Linked DNA regions of Anser cygnoides: region 1 is linked to region 2. A link is a contact called in public Hi-C data. All regions are on one chromosome and are shown on one strand. The core of a region is the stretch at or near the end of the contact, and the rest is flanking DNA. Distances in the headings are between cores, read along the strand shown. Region 1 holds the start of CA5A (carbonic anhydrase 5A). Region 2 holds the start of SPG7 (SPG7 matrix AAA peptidase subunit, paraplegin).

Region 1 (6,645 bases), core at 3,118-5,617, 850 kb before region 2:
TGTCCTAAATTGAGCAGCAGTGCTTTCCATAGCAACACATTCTGAATTAGAAAAATAAAAACAAACATTACTGAAACTCGGTAAAGAACCATATAAACTTTAAAGGACCGTGGCTCTGCTTCAGCCACTTGGATTGAATATTACAGAGGAAATCCAAGATAGGTTGATTTCTTTGAGGTTTTTTAGTATGAATCAAGATTTTGGATGATAACAGCGGTGGTTGGCTGTGGTTCATCATGACAAGGCGTTGAAAGTTCTGCTGAATTGATGTCAGAGTTGGACTGTGATGTAGGCCAGTTTATTGATAAACAGTCCAATGCTTTTTATCAAACGGATGCAACTGACAGAGTACTCTAAGCTCAACAGGAAAGCAGCAGCAGATTGTGAAATGCTGAGCTTTTCTCTGCTTCCAGAATGTTTGGCTGAGATAGGAGCCTGGATGAGAAGGCAGTGGCTGAGGCTAAGTCCAGATAAGAAGAAGGTAATTTCAGTTGGCAAGGTAAAGCAAATAGGGGCTTTATCTTTTCCGTATAAAAACATTTGCTAAAATTATGCACGCAGGCTTAGAAGAAACCTCACGGACAATTCGCGTCTGGTTACTGCAATTGGAGGTGCAGTCCTGGAGATGGCACACCTGGATCGCGTGTCACTGCTGTACGTGGGCATTTAAAAAAGAATGGAAGGATTCTGCTTTTCTTGTACCTTCTTCTCAAAGGATAGGAAAGAAAAAAGCCTTTCAGTTCTGCTCTGGCAGTAATTATTAGGATGAGGGTGTACTCCATAGCCTTAAAATCCTTACGGAGAACATTTCCAGCTACTCCTTGTCTATTTTGTTAAAAGGTATCTGAAACTACCACCTCCATCTGTTGTTAGCAGATATCACAGAGCTTACTACAGGCATCCACATAGTACTCCACATCATTAGAAATTGTTAACGTGTATCCTTTGATTCTCAGAATTGCTTCTACAGTTCTTTCCCAGTGAATTGCATAAAAATACTTTTGTACTCGTGGGGTCGCAATGGGAATCCAGAAGAGACACTGGGAAGCGTCAGTCTTTGCATTGTTTTATCTTTTATTTATTGTCATAGCAGAAGTCCGAGCTATCACCACCCAGCTTGGTGAAAGACTCCTGTGAGTGGGAAGGGTAGGGGGGAAAGGTAAAAGATGAAATTCAGGAAAATGGTAGTGAGAGTGATGAACATTAAATTGAAGACTTTAACCAACAGCTCAATAGCCTAGCTTTACCAGGCTTCAAAACATGGACCATTTTTTCCAAGTCTTTGTCGCTGAACGGGCTGTTTATGCTGTCATCTGTGCGGAGCTGAACGTAATTGGATGTGCTTTTTGCTTTCAGTGCGTGTTATGCACAGGGTCTAGCCACCAGATGGAGGAACCCACAGGCTGGCTTATTCAGAGCTAGCATTTATTCACTGGCAGCTGAAACCAACCATTCCAAAGATGGTGTTTTTCTGAATCAGTTTGTTTTGGCATTTCCTGCGTGAATGTCATGGAATAGAGAAAGATTTAAGTAATCAATAGCGTCTGTCTTAAATTGAAGAGGAATGTGAGTAAAAACAGTTAGCATTTGTAGTTAATTTAATCAGTAGTGGTCTTGTGATCGAACAGCCTTGTATGAGCTCTTCCTGGAACGTTTGGTAGCACAAACTGAGTTTTGATTTCTCAGTGCAGCTCCCAATGGACAAGTGTTCACAGGAAAAAAAACACGGCATCATTTAGCCCCTTATTGGGAACTGACACGGATAACCCCCAAAATAATGAGTTTCTCTATCACATGTCAAGACAGAGATCTCAGCCCTTCTCCACTTTGCCTTCTTACTCCACCAAAGGATTTCAAATAATTTTCCTAGAGCAATACCGTTACCAATTAAACAGAAATGCCACACTAATAGTAATATGTTCCATTTCTGAAGTTTTAAATTCTATAGGCCTTAAGGTTTTGTGGTATATTAAGACTGAACAGGTAGGAAAGTGAGGAACTGTGCATAGGGATTCTGTGCTGCTGATTTTTAGGTTTCATTACTTTTTAATGAAGGGTCTAGATTTATATTTTCTCTATGGCTTCTGCAATCGGAAGTCATTGGACTTGCAGTCTTAATTTATTACTTCAAATATAAAGATGAATAAATAACAAAGTGAGGATACAGAATAATAAGAAATCTTTTTAACCATAGTTACAGTAGATTCTCCGGATTTCTCCTCTGAAGCAGTAATTCATATCACTGCACACGATGAGCAGTATGGTATGAGCCCAATCATTACCCTTTTAGGCACAGGTGTTGGTTTTAGCTGTTGAATCTCAAACATTAAAAAAGTTTGCTGATAATTACAGGTAAAGGAGTGATACAGATGTTGCTTGTGACTATTAGGATATGTTCTCATGTGTGTACATCCTTGTGCAAATGGGTGTACCTACAGTTGTACAGGCTTCTAATTAGAGCCTCTAATCTGAATTCGTTAGAAAAGCTGCTAGTACATACACCTAGTTAATACACTTAATCTGAATTTCGTAGAAAAGCTACTGTTTTGTAAGGCTAAAACATTGTTTTTATAAATATTACTGTGGGGCTTTTCTTTGACTAGACGAATGTCTTCATTTTTCATTATTAATGAAAAAAACAAGTTTCTAAACATGCTTGTAAGTGGAAAAAACTGATAAGGAAGGGAGTTTAAGGAACTTCAGTGTATTACTAAGAAAGTACTCTAAACATGTCAGAAAAGGAAAAAATACTGTCATGGATGCATACGTGACTTACATTTTGCATTAGGAACATGTTAATGGTTCTTCTTGTGGACGCTTCACTAGCAACAAAATCTAATGCTAATCTTGCTTCTAGAATTGGGCATCTTCTACAGATTTTAAAGGCACTTTTTAAATGAAGGTGAAAATACCGTTATGTTACTTGATTGAATACCCATTCTGTATTATATTTTCAGAATAAAACACGTTTTCTGTTCTGAGGAGCAAAAAAGGGAAAATTTAGACTGAGAACTCAGACAGATATTGCATACATTCTATAATTATAAAAACTGCTCTTTTTTCTCATGATTGATAGAGAAGCTTGCATATTATATCTTACATACAGCTTCCATGTCTGGGAATATATACACAGCACACACTGCACTCGGCAGCTAATCTATCTGTTTTTCTGAAGTGCTGGTCACTTAGTGGCAGAAAGTATTTTGGTGTCACCTTCCAAAATGCACTTACAAGTGTAGAGCTGTTAAACGTGGATGCTTATTGAATATTTCTTGTAACTTTCAGGAGAAACAAAGCCTTGTGCTAGTCTCCATCCATACTGCTTTGTGTTCTATCTGCCACATAAGATAAAATCAGCTGTTTTCTCATTATTTAAGTAAATATAAGTTTTATCGTTTGATAATTTAAATAGAGGAGAATCACATTGTAGTTTTCAAGGAGGAATATGGCTATTCTTTGAGAAAAGTAAGCTAAATATTTTTACAGAGGAAAAATAGTGGAAACAAAGGGATTTCTTAGATGTAAAATGTTACTCTTGACTATTGCTCCAGCTGCCATTATCTCCACACGAGCGAGTAGACGTGTAATCTCTGGCTGGCCTCATCACAAGTCATATCTGAAGATAAGTTAACCAGCATTTTAAATAACTAAGCCTTTGACATTTTAGTTTATGCATATATTGCACCTCAATAAGTCATTCACTGTAGATCTCCTAGACCCAAAATTTCAAGGGCTTTGTGGTTTGTACTTCTGTAGGGCCTTATTTTCAAAACTGAACATTGTAGTGTCTATTAAAGTCACCCAGAATCAGTTTGTATGAATTTCATTGGAGACAGTCAAAGCCTTGCTTGACAAAATTGTTTTAAAGCCTATTTCTTCATTAGAGTTAAGTTAAAATCACAAACTTAACGCACAGAAATAATGAACAATATTTTAATTGTGCATGTGGAGAGGAATCACGCAATTCAGTAAGGTATTTCTATCTCTCCTTTCTCTCCTTCTGTTCATTTTTTTCTTTAATCTCTCAGTCACATTCTCAAATTTCCCTTTTTAGTTACCTGACGAAAGAACAACAATTACATTTGTTATCTTTGTACCTCTGCATCTCTCTTACACAGGTGACAAAATGAAATACTTACACGCATCATTCCTGTCTTTATGAGTGCAGGTAGCCAGGCTGCAGAGTCGTGCTGGCGGACTCCAGAGCGTTTTCAGCTGCTTGTATAAATGTACCAGAGTATTTGTCTTCACGTTATTCATTATTATCACCTTGGAACTTGAAAACTTTGGTTAGTCAAACAGCCAGAGGAGCTTTCTGGAGTCTAGCAACCTATCAACACAGAGGAAAAAATGCTGTGGACATACAGCTTCAAGGGATCTCCAGGCCTATTTATAAAAAAAAATTGAGAGCACCCTTTCCTGGTTGGAGAGAGGGAGCTAACCAAACAGTTAATTTTCAACTTATCCCTGGAATGGCTTTTTTCATTGGCTCTAATTTAGTTGGAGGCTGGGCTAGTTGGTAATTATTTGTGCACTTTCCGGGCTTTCTCTCATGTGGCTCCAAGAATACCAAAGGGTTACAAAAACCACTCTTTTGTATGCAAGGAGAGGTTTCTTATCACTTCTTCACCCTACATTCTTTTGAATGCTGATAGCTAACAGTTGCTATCATTGACAGTTGTGGTTCTGAGGAGCGGTGACCGCTCAAGCTGAGGAATTTGCAGAAATCTCGTAGATACAAAGGCTTGCCCAGCAGAACAGGCGGAGCAGCCTCCTACAGAAAAGCATTGCAGCTCCTAGCACGTAATACAGTATTATTGCACCGTCAGGGTGAAGAAACTCTTTCTGAACTATAAGGTGTCTCATAAGAAGGATCATTTCTTACAGGTTAGAAACAGGAACAGACCCAAGGAACCATCATTACCCCTCCCACTCACTTAAGCTCAAAAACCACTTTGGCTCAGCCCTCTCCAGTGGGGAGAACAGGGTTTCCTGACCTGTTTCTTAGGGATGAAAGCATGAGGAGAGTTACTCCCTTATTTCCACGTACAATTCTAATAATGTTTGTTAGCTGATGTGGAAGATCCATATTTAAGTTACTCCCTTGCACTGTGGGACGTTTCTGTCACCAGATTGGCCTTCCTGCCCTAGCTGCAGAGAGAAGCACTTCTTACAGCTGTAGACCAAGCAACTCATTTTCCAGGGACTTTTTTTGTGGTGTTATTACAGGCCCTTTAGGATTAAGATGGAATGACATGAGAAAAGAGTGCCTGGGCACGCCAGGGAATGAGAGCCAGCCCTCTGACTGTGCCGCGGTCACTCTTAGCTCAATGCCCTCACCCACAGGGGCTGAGCACAGCAGGCAGAGCTGGGCACAGCTCAGTGGCCATCAGCAGTCCCAAACGCAGCAAGCAGCAGGTCCAAGGTCCAACCTGAGAGCCTGGACAGGAGCAAAAGGAGACAGGGCCAAACGCAAGCAACAACAGGGGTCCGAAGTCCTTCTTGGAGACAGGGCCAAAAGCAAGCCTGAAGACAAGTGCCCCAGCAACAAAACTTAAAAGGGCTGAGCCTGAGCTTAAACAGCCTCCTGGGTCATGGGTGGGAGTGTGGTGTAGGCTCCTGGTGAGCCTCAAGGCCATTAAGACTTATTATTGGCAACCTCAGCCTCAGGTTTTGTAAGGCCTTTAATAATTCTTACTTAAGTATTTGTAAAATTCATGTGGTCATTTTCCTCCGTTAAGCACATTGGAATGCATATTGTGAAAGCTACAGAACCTATCAGGGACAGAGCAAGCTGAAATGATAAGACTATCATACTAATGATAAGTATTCTGACATTAAAAATCAGTCCTTTCTTAATCCATAAAATGACATGTAAAGAATTTTTCACTATGTGTTTTTATGTAACAAATACTGGTATTTTGAATTAGAAACTTATTTGCTCATTGACATTTTCATTAAATACACGTGTATCTGTCATCTCTTACTGCCCAGTGGGTAAGTGCAAGGCTTAGGCTCAGGGAATCCTCTTTAGTATCCTAAAGTGGCAGGCGTATCTGTGTTATTTACTATTCCAACACCAACTATGTAGGAGAGTCTTTCTTAATAGTTGTTGTTTATTACCTCAGCTGCGTGCCTCAGAGTGTCTTAAGAGCAAGCCACTGTTAGCCAAGAGTTCTGTCTGCAAAAAAAGTGCAAAATCAGACTTCTGGTTTTGCTCGTAATTGTGGATAATCACGTACGTGGAGTGTAACTGGATACAATGGAAATGTGCTTACTTAGTTTTCGCAGGAACTGGAGAAGTAAAAATTGAGAAATTTCTGGCTGTTACTACCTGTCTGACTTTACTGTAAGGGCCTTCAGACTGGACAGAGAGGATCAATATTTGTTTTCTTTCTGATGTTTACTTGAGGGTTGCCAGTATGTACATTCTGTAGTCATTTAATTCTGTGCAGCCTTATCAACATTTTGATTCTGCTGAAGAACTATTCAAATCGCTCTGAATCAACAGCTTTCTTTCCTGAAAGAAAGGTGGCCGATGCACTGTATGTACTTTATTATTTACAGCTATTTCTGTGAAGTCCGAAGCTCAGTTCAGAGCCAGCAGGGAGCAAAACCTTGTTGCTTTTAGGACAAGAAGTATGG
Region 2 (5,817 bases), core at 3,039-5,538:
GCAAGGTGGAGCGTCAGGCCTCCCGCGTCCCCAGCCGAGGAAGATTTCCGAGGGCGGTGGTCCCCTGCTGCTGGGTAAATGCCTCATATTGATGGTCTGGGCGTGAACTCGTGCCGGTCTGCTCTAATTACTGTTTTTACGATCCCTAATGACAGGCTTTAGGCTTCTCGCTTGCCGATGGATTTGAGCAGCACGGAGCGACGGCTGCTCACACAGAGCTTCCCAAGCGGTCCGTGGGGTTCGGAGCTGACTTCAGGCACCCCCCGCACGCTGATGGATGCCTGGCCGCCTGAGCTCCGCGCGCTTCAGCAGCTCTCCGGGAGCATTCCCACGGAACAGTCGGCTCCTTCGTGGCCTCCAACAGCTCTGGTTCCTACCGAGCTACTCCCCTCTTCCTGCTCTGCCCCTGCAAGCTCAGCGAGGTTGCCTCCTCGCCTGCTCTAGAGCTTCCCAAGCCCCAATGGGCAGCTGTCCTGACGCTGCTGCCGTACCGCTGATTCCCTCTGATCCCCTGCCTGTAGCCATCTGTCACCTACCTGTCTAAAACTGTCTGGTCCTCAGCAGTGACTCACAGCTACAAGCCTGTGCCCCAGCAGCGTGTCCCGGCCAGGCCTGAAGCCCGTGGCTGCCTGACGGGCTGGGGTGCCTTCCTTGCCCCCAACGGAGTTTCAGGCCCTGTGCTGCTCCACGTGCAACGAGAGCGATTTCACGTCTTTTAGAAGTCTGAATTTCCCTTCTGGTTGCTTCAGCTCTGCATTTAATCCCTTGATCCATTATTGATGTAACGTCTGCGGATGGCGCAGTGGATACCTGACTCCAGGTATCCGTTCGCTCTGCTTGCAAAGTGCCGTGAGATGAGTCCGAGCTAAGAGGGGGGTGGTGGCACCCTGCAAGGGGCTTCCCGAGGTTCGGGTGGCAAGCACGCCTCACGGGGAGCATGAAAATAGGGGATGCAAGTTCTCAGACAAAGCAGGGCTGAGGGCTGTGTTGGCTGCGGAACCTGATTCCTCTTAGCCTGAAGAACACCCGGATGGGGCTGCTAACGCTGCTTCCTGTCCCTAACCTGCTCCGGGGATAAAGCAGGGATTTCAGGCTCCGATCCCGCACCTTCCCCCAGTAGTAAATACACGTAGCATTACCGAGTGATGTCATGGCTGGAGCACGTCCCAGTGAGGCCAAGCCTGGATCAGGTTAGATCTGTCTGCTCAGAGCGTTGGCTCGCTCCCAGCGGAGCATATTGCCAGGCCGGGGACGGTGACTGAAGCCACCTTTCCCAAGGTCATCTCTCGCACACGCAGAGAGGACAGCACTCGCCTCCCCCTACACGGCCCGGCCCGAGCCGCCCACGCACGAGTCGCAGCGCAGCCACCGTGGTTGCTGGCCGCACGCAGAGCAAAACTTCTCGCCTCTCCTTCCTGGCACCGCTTCGCGTTGGCACGGGCGAGGCGAGGACCCCAGCACCCCCTTCCTGGTGGCTCATCATCTGCTCGCCTCTGAGGCACAGTGTGAGAGGAGGAATAGGAATTGCGTCAACTGCAGCTACGTGGTGCGTCTGTAAATAACCCGTCCTGGCAGATTGGTCGCATCCAGGCCGGCGTCTTCTGGCTCAGAGGGTCCCAGCAAGAGCCCCGCAGACCTCAAACGCTGTTTGTGGCAGTCAGCGAGCCCACCCAGGCTCAGCCTGTGCTGGAGCTTGGGCCCATCCAGCTTCCAGCGCCCTGCATCGTTCAGTGGGTGCAGGTTTGCCTCCCTGAAGCTGCAGCAGAACCGTAAGGCAGGCAGGGCGAAGCCCATTTGGCCCCCCGTCGGGTCAGCCTGGTAGAAGGCAGTGAAGCCCCGTCTAAGCAAACTGCACTGCTTCGCTTCTGATCGGGCTGTAAGTCTATTTAAATGATGCAACTCTTTTAAAAATAGATCGCGCTTAATTAGCAACAGGTCTAATCGCAGAATCGGCGGAGGCAGTGCGACACGCCTTGAGTGAAGCTGAGGTGCGGGAGGTGCACGGCCCCAGTGGTGGGGGCCCTCAGCCCCTTGGTTCCTGGCGCACTTCGCTGTGGTCGCTGCATGCTGTGTTTCCGCACTGGAAATCCCGTGCCTCTCGCCTCTGTGGGCACAGCCCGAGCTAGAGGGAGCCTCCCCCCTCAGTCAGCATTTCCAGAGGAGCTATTTCCTCCTCCAAACGTAGCTGGAGTGTAAAATACCTCCCACCCTGGTCCCTCTGCGTGCCGGGTGAAGACGTGCGCTCGTCTCTGCCAGCAAAGGATGGTGGTGGCGAGGGCTGGCGTGGCTTGCACGGGGCCGGTGTTTGTGCTCAGCTCGAGCTATGACCGGCCCGTAGACATTAATTGCAACCAGTTTAATTTTGTGTCTGTAAATTAAGCTGTTTGACGATTAAGCCAGTGATACAGAGAGACTTCCAGGAGTGAGGAGGACATTAACATGCTAATAGACCTTGCTGGTAGAAGGTTTGCTTAGACACATCCCAGGGGGCAGATGACAATTAACATCCTAAGAGACTCTTCTAGAAAGAGGATGCTAATTCAGACCTGCTGGGAAGGGAGAGATCCTTCATACGGATAATTATTTATTATTATTTTATGTAGCCCTGCAACCTCCCATTCAAGAACGCCTGAGATACATTAGGACAGGTGAGTTGGGAGAACCAACCACAGTGACAGTCACTAAAGTTTTCCTGGAGCCACCAGAGGGGAGGGAGAAACACCTGCAGAAACCATCCTGGTCAGAAAAACAGGAGGGAAGAAAGAAACAGGACTTGACTTATTGAAAGGGAGTAAAACGGCACGTCAAAGGAAGTGGGCAGGAGGTTGGAGATCAGACCTGCAGGCCTGGCAAAGGGAACGTACATCGGAGTAGAGCAAGAAGGGTGTAACTGCGGCAGGAGGGAGGGGATGTTTGGGAGGAGACAGTTTACTCCGAACGTTGTCAAAACAGAGCAGGAGGGCACCACGGTGCAGTGAGGGCTGTTCAGGGCGAAACTCCTGGCGTGAGTGCAGAGCAAGAGGGCCCAGGCAGGGCTTGTGGGGCCAGAAGCCATGGAAAGCTCGCCCTGGACGGGTCAGGCAGATGGTCGTGGTTAGACAGAAGCTGGCAAACAGCTTGGCAGAGCCTGTCCTTGGGGAGCTGCAGCTCCTGAAGGACTTTTGTTATGGATTAAACCAGCCGTTACTGAAGTGCAGCCCGTGAACCTCTTCAGTTCCTGGGCCACCCTTAGCACAGTCTCCTGGGGAAAGCCGTGGATCTCCACGTCTGCGTTCGCTGGTGGTACTGGGCAGGTGCAGGGGGTACTGGGCAGGTACTGGGCAGGTGCAGGGGGAGCTCTGCAGGCTGCCATGGGCCCACAGGCCGAAAAGCCTGGAGGCTCTGCACCTGAACTTGCTTCCCCAGAAGCTTGATCAAAAGGTTGCTGTTGCCCCTAAGGTCTTCCACCTTACAGCTTTTACTGGTGTTTCTGGATGAACCAGGGGGAGGGCCTCTCATAGTCTTAACTGGCATGGCAGCGATCGCAAAACTTGTATTTTTGACTGACCTTTAGACCCTGAATTGGAAGGAGGGTGGAGTCATTGGAACCATGAAGAGACAAATTGTTCAGGTTGTGCTCTGAAATGCTTTTCTGCCCCAGAGAAACATTCGGTGGAGGACGTCAGGCCTACCAGCTCTGCCGGGTACAACTAGGGCAAAACGGAAGAGATTACACAAGATTCGGGATCAGGGACTTAAAATGCGATGACCTTTGTGGTATCTGTACACGGAGGCTGTAACACCACTCACAACCTTGATTTCAGTGTAACGCGTGAGCGGATTTTTGCACCGCCGTCAGGACTGCACGCCTGCACTGCCAAACACGGTTTACGGAGCTGGGAGCTGCCAAACGCACTGTGGGGGCTTTTCCTCAGAAAAGAGAGCCAGCTAACCCGCCTGATAAATGGCGTGTAGCTGTAAATACACACTGAATATTTATGTATATTCCAACGGTAAATACGTCTGTGCTCGTCCCAGTTCCGACGATACCTGGCGGTGCCTCAGGCGCGGCCGCCACCCCCCGCTCCCCTCAGACCGTACCGTGAGCTCCAGCAGGGCCGTTCTCCCTCAGCAGCGCCTGCCAAGGCCGGGCACAGCCCCGTTCCCCTCAGCCCCACCGGGCCGGGCCGGGCCGTGCCGGGCTCCCCGTGGCCGCGGTACCCGGGCCCGGCCGCCCCTTCGCCTCACGCCGCGCCATGACGAGGGCGGAGCCAAGGCGGCGCCGCCATCTTGCGGCATGGCAGCCCCGCGGCTGCCCGCCCGCCTCCAAGATGGCCGCCCGGCCTTCACCGGGCGCTTCCGGCCGCGCTGAGGCCTCCTCCCGGTGGCTCGGCGCTCCCTTCGGCGGCCCCGCGGCGCTCGTTCCCTGGCGGGCCCCCGGCGGAGCGGGCCGGGGCCGGGGCCGGGCCATGGCGCTGCTGCGGCTGCTGCTGCTCCGGGGGCGCTGCGCATGGCCGCGGCCCGCCCCGCCGCCAGCCCCGGCTTGGGCACGGCCTCGCCCGCAGCCCCGGGGCCTGCAGGTAACGGGGGGCGGCGGGGCCGGGGGGGGCTTGGTCGGAGCGCCCCGAAGGTGCCGTGCCACGGGTGAAGCGTTAGGAGCGTCCAGGAGGGCCGGCACGGGCTGAGGGCGCCTGGGCTGTCACCGCCGAGGCTCCTTTTCTCCCCCCTACGGTGTGCCGGTCCCTGCACCGGTCCCGGTACCGGCGGGACGGGTCCCCCCCCCCCTGCGGCACCCGGGTGGCCTCCAGGGCCCCTTCCAGCCCAAACCCCAAACGGTTGTGGGTCCGTACAGCACCCCCCCCTGCGGCTGTGCGCCATAAATGCGTTTTTTCCCCTGCCTTGCTGTGCTCCTGGTATTGTTTTGCTCTCAAACACACGCCCTTAATGCATACAGAAGTCACGGATCTTCTCTGAAGCAGGCCTGCGACATGATTTAACTCTGTTTTCTGCCTCAGCGCAGCGAACAAGTGCGGGCAGTCCAAGTAGGCAAAGGAAGAACAATTCCGAGACTGCTCTCTGAGAATCGTGCCAAGGTTTTTCTACTACCACAGCTCTGTCATCAATTTAAAGTAGCCCGAGCTGTTCTGTTCCAAAAAATACTGATCCCAGGAGGTTACCCTCTCAGGCAGACACAAACAGTTGTGCTGCTGACTGCCAGATGGGAAAAAAGAGGGATTTCAGGCAGGTCAGTGCTCCTGTCCAGCTTGCTGCACAGAAACTTGCCCCTGTGCATGAGAGGGGCAGCGAGACAGGGAGTCCCGTCTGAGGAAGGGAAGGGTGCGTTCAGTGAGGGTATTACTTCGTGTCAATTCTCAGATGCTAAGAAATTGCCCTTAAATGTGGATATAAACTGTGGGATTGCTGCGGAATGACCATGGGGAAAACAGCTGTGTTACCCTTACAGCAGGGTTACAGAGTAGTAGTTGTTCAGATTCCCTCCTGGGGGAGGGTATGTTTGCATTCTAGGAGTTGATTTCTAGCATATCTTTAGAGTGAGGAGCAGCGGTAGAGCGAGGAAAAAGATAAAAATTCCAAGTGTTTTGAATATATGTTTCTATTTATACGTGTGCTTACTTTAAACTGGGTTATAAACAACGTCTTCAAAGTCACATGGCAAGTTCACAGCACAATCAGGAATAATATTTGGGGCTTACAACTGCTCGTCCTGCAACTTAGCCACAATATTTTGATGTTTTGGAATTTCTGCCTCATGGGATACAGAAACGATAAGCAGTCGCAGAACTTTAACGATAGTTGTCTTTTTTTTCTCCTTTGTCT

Evidence for each region. A called contact is a pair of places that touch in the nucleus more often than the background predicts.
Region 1: a Hi-C map of liver shows a contact between it and region 2, with 2.2 times the contacts expected there. The contact joins the promoter of CA5A here to the promoter of SPG7 in region 2. A contact is called at or near these places in 2 of 7 Hi-C or Micro-C datasets (both in liver).

The regions. Positions count from the first base shown.
Region 1 is chr12:2,359,173-2,365,817 of Taihu_goose_T2T_genome, reverse strand. CA5A (carbonic anhydrase 5A) reads right to left here and starts at 4,367. Exons shown (of 7, transcript XM_013197592.3): 1 at 4,140-4,367. The coding sequence starts at 4,260.
Region 2 is chr12:1,508,428-1,514,244 of Taihu_goose_T2T_genome, reverse strand. SPG7 (SPG7 matrix AAA peptidase subunit, paraplegin) reads left to right here and starts at 4,288. Exons shown (of 17, transcript XM_048075057.2): 1 at 4,288-4,559. The coding sequence starts at 4,311.